2 separate regions of the Mus musculus genome follow, and region 1 is linked to region 2. Evidence: chromatin contacts called from public HiChIP or PLAC-seq data. All regions are on one chromosome and are shown on one strand. The core of a region is the stretch at or near the end of the contact, and the rest is flanking DNA. Distances in the headings are between cores, read along the strand shown.

Evidence for each region. HiChIP or PLAC-seq counts read pairs in DNA pulled down with a chosen protein or histone mark.
Region 1: a BATF HiChIP or PLAC-seq map of CD8 T cells shows a contact between it and region 2, with 8 read pairs. The contact joins two enhancer-like sites. A contact is called at or near these places in 8 of 484 Hi-C or Micro-C datasets (cardiomyocytes, granulosa cells, liver and 1 more) and 9 of 115 datasets of contacts at active chromatin or transcription factors (the 230-238 cell line, CD8 T cells, cardiomyocytes and 5 more).

Annotation. Positions count from the first base shown.
Region 1 is chr10:95,297,617-95,302,696 of GRCm38.p6, forward strand. The region is part of intron 2 of Cradd (CASP2 and RIPK1 domain containing adaptor with death domain); the gene reads right to left. Among named protein-coding and RNA genes, the nearest start is that of Cradd, 24 kb to the right of the region's middle. Within about 2 kb of position 2,870, at least 57 of the 459 cell types and tissues checked have an H3K27ac peak or open chromatin away from gene starts, as enhancers often do. A contact at or near this core is called in CD8 T cells, where this site is marked.
Region 2 is chr10:95,141,113-95,146,644 of GRCm38.p6, forward strand. It overlaps Gm29684 (predicted gene, 29684), which reads right to left and starts at 4,713. Exons shown (of 4, transcript NR_131146.1): 1 at 4,603-4,713; 2 at 3,893-3,937. Within about 2 kb of position 1,864, at least 30 of the 459 cell types and tissues checked have an H3K27ac peak or open chromatin away from gene starts, as enhancers often do. A contact at or near this core is called in CD8 T cells, where this site is marked.

The sequences.
Region 1 (5,080 bases), core at 1,620-4,119, 160 kb after region 2:
GCACATGTTCAACAATTATTGATGGCTTCTTTGGCCAGGGAATTATCCTAATGCAGCATGAACCAGGCAGCTGAGGCAAACCTTTCTGGGGAGCCTGCAGTCTGGGGAGGGTTAGCTCGCCAGTCTAGTCACAGCCAAGGATAGCCAAGTCATATGGTATTACACGCTGTGGCAGCAGCAGCAGCCTGAGGTGGCATAAGGGAAAGTGACTTGGGGGAGGGAGCTGATACAGTAGCCTCACTGGAGAGGTGTCGCAGCAAGATACAAGATGGGGCTAATTAGCAGAGGAGAACATGAGATAGTGTGAGCAAGCAGGTAGGCAAGACCACAGGGAGGCACAGACTCGGCAACTGGAACAGCACGGAGCCTACGTGGCTGGTGGCCAGGCAGAGGAAGGGAAACTGATAGCTGACACTCAGATTAGCAGCAGGAGCTGGGGCGAACTGTTCCTCCAGTGTCACGAGGGGCCACCGAAGTGGATCTGCTTTGTAAATTCTGCTTGCTATGTAGACAATTGTTGGTAGAAAGCACATATGCAACCTATTCCACGAACCCAGATGAGTAATGAGACAGGGCAGACTTCAGAAGGATCCCTGGGGGCATAGACACGCCACTTAGGACAGAGAGGGCTCCCTGGGGCAGTGGGCACTGCCACTGAGGACAGAGAAGGCTCCCCGGGACAGTGAAGACTGCCACTGAGGACAGAGAGGGCTCCCTGGGGCAGCAGGCACTGCTACTGAGGACAGGTGTAGCAATGGAAGAAGACGGGATGTGTCCATCTGAGGTTTGGGGCGACAACAATTCAGTGACTGGCAGGGCATGCTCTGCTGAAAAGCAGCAGCTATGAGGGATTTAGGGAAGGGAAAAGGGGAATCAAGAGTCTTGCTTGGCTTAGCGCCTCCATTCAGAGATGAGGGAGGGATGCTCTGAGCATGTTTGTGATGTGATCGAAACAGCACAGCTGGATGGCTAGAGAAATGGAATTAGAACCTGACTCTCTACTTCCTGATCCAGAAACCTTCACTAAAAAAAAAAAAAAAAAAAAAAAAAAAAAACGTTAAAGCAAGACTTCCCTTCCAGTGACGTCACTTCCAGTGTGGTCTCCTTATTCACATGAGCAATTCCAACTAATTTCATGACAAACGACCATGTTACAAATCAAGGGGACTTGAAAGATGAAGGTGCACAGAATGACACACAGAGATGCACACACACACACATATACGTACACTGGATCCTAGTGACATCTCTTGCCATGCTGCACCAAATCAGTTTCCAGCTTAGTGAACAATGCACCGTGGTCACTGATGGTGTTACCCTTGGGAAGCTGAGCAGAGTACTGGGAACTCTGCATTACTGCTTCCTGTCTTAATCACTTAAGAGTAACAACAGGGGGCGCGGAGAGATGGCTCAGTGGTTGCAAGCACTTGTTGCTCTCTCAGGGGACCTGGGCTCTGTTCCCAGCACTCAGATGGTGGCCCATAACCGTCCCTCACTCCAGGTCCAGGAGATGTGACACCCTCTTCTAAATTCCTCGGGCACGGGGCAGACACGTGGTGCGCATACATAACGTCAGGGAAAACACTCATATACTGGAAATAAAAGCAACTCTAAAAACAACAAAGCACCACCAGCATCAAGACACCCTGCCGTGGATAGTTACCGCTCCCCGAAACCCCTGTGTGGCCCACACAGACCTGCAGAACCAACAGAAATCAGTCAAAACTGGAGCCTAGAGCAACTACTTCTATTACACCGCAAGTTTTATTCAAATGATCTCTACAAGAAGCATTTGTAAAAAGGGAACCTACTTGGCACCTGTTTTCTTTAATGAACAAATGAGAAACAGCCTTCTGGCCCTTTTTGAAGGTAATCCCCATCTTTGGCTAGACCCTGTCTCTCCCACCCTCAAGATCACAGCATACAGACAGCCATCTGAGAGCCAAGTCCTGTATTTGGCTGGTTCTGAGAGTCAGTCTGAGGTGTGAAATGCGGTTCAGGATGATGAAGAAAGAGGTCTACCCTCTCGATCCCTGAGTGAGTAAAACAAAAACGACATAAATGACTTAAGCCACTTGTGAAATGGATCAGAGCGTGACTGTCACAAAAGGTGGGCTCTGTGTAATGGAATGAGGACCGCTGCTCTCAACAGTCTGCAGAGCAGATGGTACTAAAAAGCAGGCGGCTGTGCCCCCTTGGAAGGTCACCACAGGTCAGAAAGGTGCGCTTACTTAGAGAGCTGTTTCCACTAGCAAGGGAGGCAACAGAAAGCCCGGGGGAGCAGGCGAGGGTGGAGAGACCTGGTGAGCACTGCTCTATGAAACCCAATTCCCAGAAGACTAGCCAGAAGAGTCAAAGAAGAACAGGGGGAGTGGAGTGAGGGAGATGGCTCTGTGGTTGCAAGCACTCTTCGCAGGAAACCTCTACAAAGAGCACTGCGGAACTTGAGCCAAGCGCTCACAGCCTGGGATACAGAACCTGCAGTTTCCAGAGCCTGTCGATCAGTGCCAGGCCCAGCAGCAGCAGCCTAGAACCCACACTTTGCTTGTCCTTTCTCTGTTAAGGTGGGGAACAAAACAGAAGTCTCCATGCCACCCTAGATCTGAAGCAATCCAGTAGATGTGGGGCGGCTGACAAAGATGGGAATTGGGGGTGATGCTGCCCTCACAGTCTAAGCCAGAGTCCTTAACTTCAGCCCTCACCCTAGCCCTACAGAGTCCATGTAAAAAAATCTCCCTACTGACTCATGTGTCTGATCATGTGGTTCCCAGTTAGTGTTGGCATTTGGGGAAATTGTAAGACCTTTATTTAGGTGGAATTTCACTAGAGGAAGTGAAGTTCTGGGGGTTGTATCATGAACCTTTTCTGGACCAGTCTGGACCAGTGTCTTCTACTTACTGACTACTGGTGGTCAATCTAAGCCCCATGAGACTCTCTGATACTACTGCCGTGAGCCATTTCTGTGGCTTGCCTTTCCCGCCATTGTTGACCATGTTCCCTCCCTCAGACTGTGAGTCATAAAACTTCTTCAAGTTTAAGTTCCCATACACGGTTCTGTGACGGCTGTGACTTCCGCAGAGGGCCTGGCAACCGATGGTGAGGAGTTATTAGGGGGGTTACAGACGATTACAGGTAACTATGACAAAAGATGGTTAAAATAGTACTACAAAAATCTAGGGAGAATCAAGGGAGGGAAAACCCACTCCAAATTCAATAGAATATTAAAAGGCTTTGAGAAAAGATTATATTGGGACCTGAAAATGAAGGTGCTTCTTGTTGTTGTTGTTGTTGTTGTTGGAGTTTGGGGATTTTGTTTCATTTTGTTTCTTTGGTTGATTTTTGTTTGTTTGTTTTTGAGAGACAGAGACTGGAAACTAAAGAGAAAAGGAAAAGGAAACAGAAAAGGGAGGGATGAAAGGAAGGAGGGAGGGAGAGAGGGAGGGAAAGAGGGAGGGAGGGAGGGAGGGAGGGAGGGAGGGAGGGAGGGAGGGAGGGAGGTAGTAACTGCACGTGAAAAGACATGGTGTTGTTACATCAGAAAGAAAAAGCTGATAAATGTCTCTCTTCCAAAACAGCCCTGCTGGGCTCGACTGGGGAACTGGATCATCAACACGGGAAGCTAGGGCCTTCAAAGCCACTAGAAAGTGTGGTTACCATTCCCAAAAGACCAAGGCACTGGGGTTTGATTAAACAGCTGCTCTCCTTGGGGTACAGGGAGTATCACTCCCCCTTTCTGCTGTCTTCTCTCTTGTCTCCTCTCTCTTCTAGAATGACTCCAGAGGCAACATAGGACCATGAGAACAGAAGTCATGTCGTAAAGACGGCAAAGTCCATGAACAGGAGCCTGGGGACAACAGACTCTGTGTGTGTATGTGTGTGTGTGTGTGCGTGTGTGTGTGTGTGTGTGTGTGTGTGTGTGTGTGTGTACTGTGTGTAGAACTCACTAGCGCTTTGTTTTCCTTTGCCTCTTGTTTTGTTTTCTCTCCCAGACAGAGTCTCATTATCTCACTCTGCCTGACCTAGAACTTGCTATGTAGACCAGGCTGGCCTTGAACTCACAGGGATTCTATCTGCCTTTGCCTCTGGAGTCATAGGGCTAAAGGTAGAAGCCGTGACACCTGTCTCACTGTTATTTCTTTGTAGCCCTCTCTGTAAGCTGTTTGGAAATTTACATCCAGGGGCTAGAGATGTGGCTCAGTGCTATGGCATCTGTGAGACTCTGGGTTCAATCCCCAGCACCATAAAAAAAAAAAAAAAAAGGAAAGGAAAGACACTAATCCACAAATTCCCAGGCCTCTTTCCACATAGCAACCTCTTGAAGGAGAAAGGCTCTCGCTCCATTCAGTTTCTGATGTCATCTTTTTGATGCCTTTTAGAGCCCACAGCACTGTCCATGTTAACCAGTCCATAGGAAGCAGAGAACCCAACTCAGGTGCACCTCAAAATAAAAGGCAAAACCCGCACAATGACCAGCTCGGGTTGCAGAAGAGATGCTCAACTTTGCTTAGGATCACTTGTTAGGACTTCTTGAGATTTGGTAATTAATGGTTTCCTTCCAAAGAGATGAGAACAAAGCCAAGATGGACGGTTGGGTGGGAATGTATAAAGTACCCGATGGACAGGAACAAAAAGCAAGGCTTCATGGGGCAGACCTTGCATAACTCTTTGTGTGGTTAGTACTTAAACCCCAATGTTACCTCACAGCCCAGTACTTCAAGACCTGGAGACTAAACTGGGTGCACCCTGAAACCAGATCCTCGTGTGAGTGAGCAGAGCACAAAGGCACTATCAGTTAGCGTTACCCAATGCTCTCTCTCCTCTTCTGCACGCAAGAGAAAAGAAAGAAAAGGCTCAATGGGTCTGGTATGACAAATCTCCTCTGGCGAAACCCAGTTCAAAAGAAGTGGCAGAGATAATGACGGGCTCCACAGGGACTGTTTACCTCAGGAAAGTCCCTCTAGGCTTTCCTCCCAAACAATTAACTCTGAGCACCTGCTCTAACCCAGCACTGAGACTCCAGCAGAGGAGTCACAGGCTTCCTGGCTTTTCTCACTGGAGCATTTGGAATTGTGTGGCCCCA
Region 2 (5,532 bases), core at 614-3,113:
AGGCATGGGGAATGGAGGAGAGACTGAGGGAATGCCCAACCAATAACCAGCCCTACTTGAGACCTGTCCCAGGGGCAAGCACTAACTCCTAAGCCTATTAAGGATACTCTGTTATGCTTGCAGACAGGAGCAAGATGTCCTTTGAGAAGCTCCACCCAGCAGATGACTCAGACAAATATCTGGGAACTCTTAAATGGGGCCACCGTAGAAACGACTCCAGTGATTTAAGAATAGGCAGGCTTTAGTAGAGAAATACAGATCAGGGCTAAGAAGGGAACTGCCACTCAAAGTCCCTTTCCTTATGGGTAAAACAGAGACCAGCTCAGACAGAGAGAGGCTCTGCTTATGAGTCTCCGTGTGGTAGGGGAACTCACTTTTTATTGGGTTCGGGGGTGCCATTCAGGCCTGGTCTGATTTGTAGGACTCCATTTCAGGAGGTCAGTATCTTGAACAACCCAATCTGTGGTAATATGGATATAAATGGTGCAGTTGCAGCTTGGAGACTCATGTCTCTCTGGCAGCCACTGTGAGTTTTGCCAGACAAGTACATCAGAAGATGCAGGAGCAGGGGCTAGCCAACCCATGAGCACATCCCAGGGAGATGGCACCCTGTGCAGACATCATTTCCCAGATCCTTCATATCCTCCACAGAGACTCTCCTCCCCATCTCTCTCTCCTCAGTGCTCTATTTCTCTCACTCTGCCTGTCTCTGCTTCTTTCCAGTCTCTCTCTCTTTTTCCCTCTCTCTCAATACCCTTCTCCTTCCTCCTTGATTGCCTGAAATGTTTTTCTATTAACTTTTTTTCTTTATGTTTCCCATCATAACTTAATAAGTAGCCCACTCTTCCTCCCCAAATGGATGGCCAGATTTAACAAAACAAACAATGCCCAGTTCATCTGAGTTTGGACTAAATGGCAAATATTTGGGACATGCGTCAAAAAGCAATTTCTTGTTTATCTAAAACAAGTCTAATTTCAGTATCTGGCACTGTGATCCCCAGCTCATGGTGGCTCTGTGTAGGCATCAAATGTTTTCTTGTAGCCCTTCAAGATAAAATGCTCTATGATAAACTTTATAATTCTCTCACAATTCAAAAGATAGGATTGAAAAAAAAATAGGATTGAACAATATTTCCTGAATGTTCCAGAGAGTTTGGGGTCTCTTGTTCATGCAGGACACCCATGCCTGGGTCTGTAGGAGCTCTTTGAGTCCAACCACACCACATGTGCCCTTCCTGAACCAAAGGTCAAGGGAGGTTCCAGGTTAGCCAAATGCCAACAGACACATCAGGCCTCCCTGAAAGAAAAGGTTGATTTGCATATAGTAGGAGTGAGTCAATTAAATTGTAAGCTTTTTCTTTCATTTTTGCTATATATTTGATATATTCTCAGAATGACTGGAAGATGGGGGCTTTAAAGAAAGAACCCCCTTTCTGGAGCTCCTTTGGGTGTCCTTAGGGGTGAAATTTATAAGAGAAGGTGTGTAGGTGTTCACTGCCAGGCGATGTGAATTCTCACTGCTGACAAGAGCTTGTCATCTAACCTGTCACCTTCCTGCCTGTTGATATTTTTATGCGTGTGAAGGGCACCAAGCTGTCTGAAGGAAGCTGGACCTGGAGCCTCTGCAGGCCATCTCAACGTCCCTTTCCACCCTGAGTGACTCCAGCAACTGATGGAAGTTCCACAAGCAGCCCAAAAGAACAGATGCCCCATTCTCAAGGTCCTAAGGAAGGCTGCCTCCAGGAGCTGCCATTTCTGGTCCAGGCCAGGCTTTCTGCTCTGCCGGCTGGAGGACAGCCATCCTTATTGAGTGTATTTCCAAGAAAGCAGTTGACAGGCTCCTGGTGCTATTCCTGGAAATGTTCAATAGGCCATCCTCTGGCAGGGCCTGCTGCTGACGGATGGGTCTGAAGGGGTACCTCGTGCTCAGCCATCTATGTCGGGTCTATTTCCAGGTGCCTCTGAGCACTCCCATCTCCATATACCACGGGCTGTCAGCTGACTGGGGCTGTAGGCCTCTGCATAACTGCTTCCTCCCTGGCAGGACAGTTGCCAGGTGGCTTGCTGCTAAATGGAGACAGGCGCCCTGTGACTATAAATTATAAAACACCAGGTCCAGACGATGTGCTTGCTGTGTGTCCCCATAGTCAACTCCACGGGGGACCCTTGACCACAGCCAGAGGGCATTTCCTACAGCAGCTTTGACTCTCTCACAGCAGCCGTTGGAGAGAGGCCAAGCCTGCTGCAAGGCAGCCTGATTCTTAGCAATCCTCAAAGCTGAGAGTTTCCACTCGATTTCCTGGCATGGTGTGGACCGAGGTTTCTCAGGGTCAGCACTACATGCATTTTCAACAATCCATTTGTGTGTTGGGGGTCATATGTAAGCATCCCTAGTCTACTTCTACTAACATGCTGGCAGCATGTTCCTACTGGCAGAAAAACACAAAGAAAAAAAGACTAACCTGAACTACCTGGAAGGTGCAGGCTGAAGAGCAGGTCTCTGATGACAGGGCTGAGAGGATACTGGGGACTGTGCTTCAAGCACTGTCCTTCACTGCATAAGCTATGCTCCTTCTGACAATCCATGTTTGCTTTTGGAGACAGGACACAGACAGACAGACAGACAGACAGACAGACACACACACACACACACACACACACACCAGATGTTGCAGAATGTCCTCTTAGAAGGCAAAATTGCCCTTCATTGAAAAATCACTATCTAGAGTCAAGGAGCAGGGCCCCTGGGTGATGCCAGAGAGGGGGCTGCACTTCGGAGGGATGTTTAGTCTACAGACAAAGAAAGGAAAGCAGCTGAGGCTTCTGCAGAGCTTAAATTGAAGCGTGGGGCTCCCCTGAAAGAAAAAGCCAGGCTGGCTATTTATAAAGCTCCCTGACTCTTAAGTGAAAACAAAGATATACTTTAGACAGCTTTCTCCCCCTCTTCTCTGCTTTTATTGTGACTTTGAACAAGAATAATGGCTCTCTGTCCACCTGAAGAAAGAGAACAAAATCCCCACCCCCACCCCCGTCTTTCTTCAAAAAGGCTTTGGGAGGCTTTTGGTTGCTTTAGTAGTTGTTTTGGTCATCTTGTCATAACCACTTGCACCCACACTCCCCATCCCCATCCCGCCCTCCCCATACACGCCCCCCCAACCACCCCCCCCCACCATCATCTTAGGAATTATCTTTTCCTGACCAAAGTAGTGAGAGAGGACAGTAGGGGTGGGACCGTAGATAGAATCTCCTTGATTTTTCTTCACAAAATTCATAGGCTTTTCTTTATACTTAGAAACTGGCTGGGAAATACCCCTTGCCTATATAGGAAGCCACTGTTGCTTTAAAAAATGACCTTGCTGTTATATAATTCACAGCTGGCTTCTCCACTCCAGCTTTCAAGGAACTGTAAAGAAATCTTTAAAGATCTGGTTCTACTGGGCAGAAATCACAAAGGAAAAAAGGGAGTAACCTGAACTCCGCAGAGCGTACAGGATGAAGAAAACAAGGCTGCGTGGGTCCTGGGGACAGCTTCAAGCCCTCTCCTTCACAGCACAGCCTGTGCCTAGGAGGACGCAAGGCCACATTTGCTTTTGGAAACAGGGCACTGTGATTAATCAAAGAAAACAAAACCAGCTTCATTTCCCATAACAGGTCCACGGAGGGCTTTTCTAAGAAAAACCTTGATCAAAATGTTCCTTCTGTTTCCCTAAAGGCTGATGAGGGGGGATCCATGGAAGTTAGGTCCTGAAGAGTCCCCTTCCCAGAAAAGAGCTTCGTTATGCTAATTCACTCAAAGCAGTAGGGCAAGAGCCAGTCTACTGTAGCATCATTGACCCCTCTGGCAAAAAAGCAAGCAAGGGTGTCTTGTCCCTGTACCCACTTGGGTACTCACCTGTTCTCTCTGGGCCATTCTGATCAGTCAGGCTTCCTGGAAGACCTGGGGGAACAGAACAGTGAGCACAAGAGTCAGAGAAGGCAGGCAGCTGGGAGCACTGTGGCCAGCTTGCACAGGCTGGCCTCTCAGTAGTTTCTTGCTGTAGGGCCGGTAGAGTGAGACAAAGAGACAAAGGAGATACAGCCTGGGGTGCCAAATCAATTCAGGAATCAAATAATATTTTAATGTAAATCATTTAAGTAAAACTTAGTTTCTAAAATCCATGGTGAACAAAATCTCTAACATTCAAAGTATCAGCATGGGTACATTCACAGCCGTTGGCTTGTGCCATCAGAAAGTCCCCACAAGGCAGGTCAGTGAAATGGGTACACCAAAAAGGCCGTAGATTTTGAGACTGAAAAGTAGACTGCCCCATCAGCTTCTGCCTTATATTAGGATGAGTTGGTTAATTTTGATTGGGTCATACTCCGAAGCCCCAGAGCAGAGATACTTCAGGGAAACCAGCTTCTCCTCTGAGGCAGAGCTCCTTTGAATGGCTTCCCTGTGCCTTTTGCGGCAGAACAAAGAGGAAAGGCTGTCTGTGAACTGGGAGGGCTGCTACTGACAGACATCCCCTGGAAAGCAGCCTGTGCATTTCCTTAGCAAAGAAGAGGAGGCGGAAGTGCCAAGAACTTAAGAAAATAAATATTCTAGAAATAATTCCTGACCGTCTTTGGAATGTGTTCTTCCTCCCTTGGTAGATTGGTTTCTTAACAGTATCCCCTGGTAGATACTGTTCCCTTTGGCTATAGAAGCTGGTCTGCGTTCCGCAAGCACCCACCTGCTCTAGGGGGAGTGACTGCTGCCCCTCTGGCAGCTGGGAGAGGCGGCAGGGAGGGTGGACTGGTTTCCTGCTACAGGGTTAACCCCTTAGGCCAGAACTCGAGAACTGGGATCGAGGGCACAGACTTGACAGGATACCAAACCTCAGGAATCAGGATAACTGATGTTATTATAATCCAGAGCTTTAAAAAAGAGAAGTACCAGAGAGACCGGAGATGAACAGAATACGGGTTTTAAAATAAAGACAATATCTGTGCCAGAGATTCTTCTAGAACAGCTGGGAAGTGATACAATCAGAGGCCTTTGTGTTGTTCTGTTTCAATATTTTTTTTAACATTTATTTACTCTGTGTGTGTGTGTGTGTGTGAGAGAGAGAGAGAGAGAGACAGAGAGACAGAGAGACAGAGAGACAGAGACAGAGACAGAGAGATTTTAAGTACTTACAAACATTTTTAAAATTGGGAGATTCTGATAAAAAAAATAATCTACATTTAAACTAATCTTTAAAAACTCGAATATGAGTCTCACCGTGAGAAATGTGTTTAGTAATTGATTAGAGGGATTATCTATTTTCTCTCTCTATTTGTTGTATCTGGCAACTAAACCCAGCAGTAATAATCATTCCCACTTGCTGATAACGCATTCAATCTTAGCAAAGTTCAAGGCTTTCAGCATTTACGCCTTTAACTCCTCACAATTCTGTGCCTATTACTCCCATCTTCAGAGGGGAAAATCCGAAGCTCAGAAAACATAAATAATGTTTCCAAATCTCTTGACTAATAAATAACCTGGCTAACTTCCATCCTGGGAGGTGT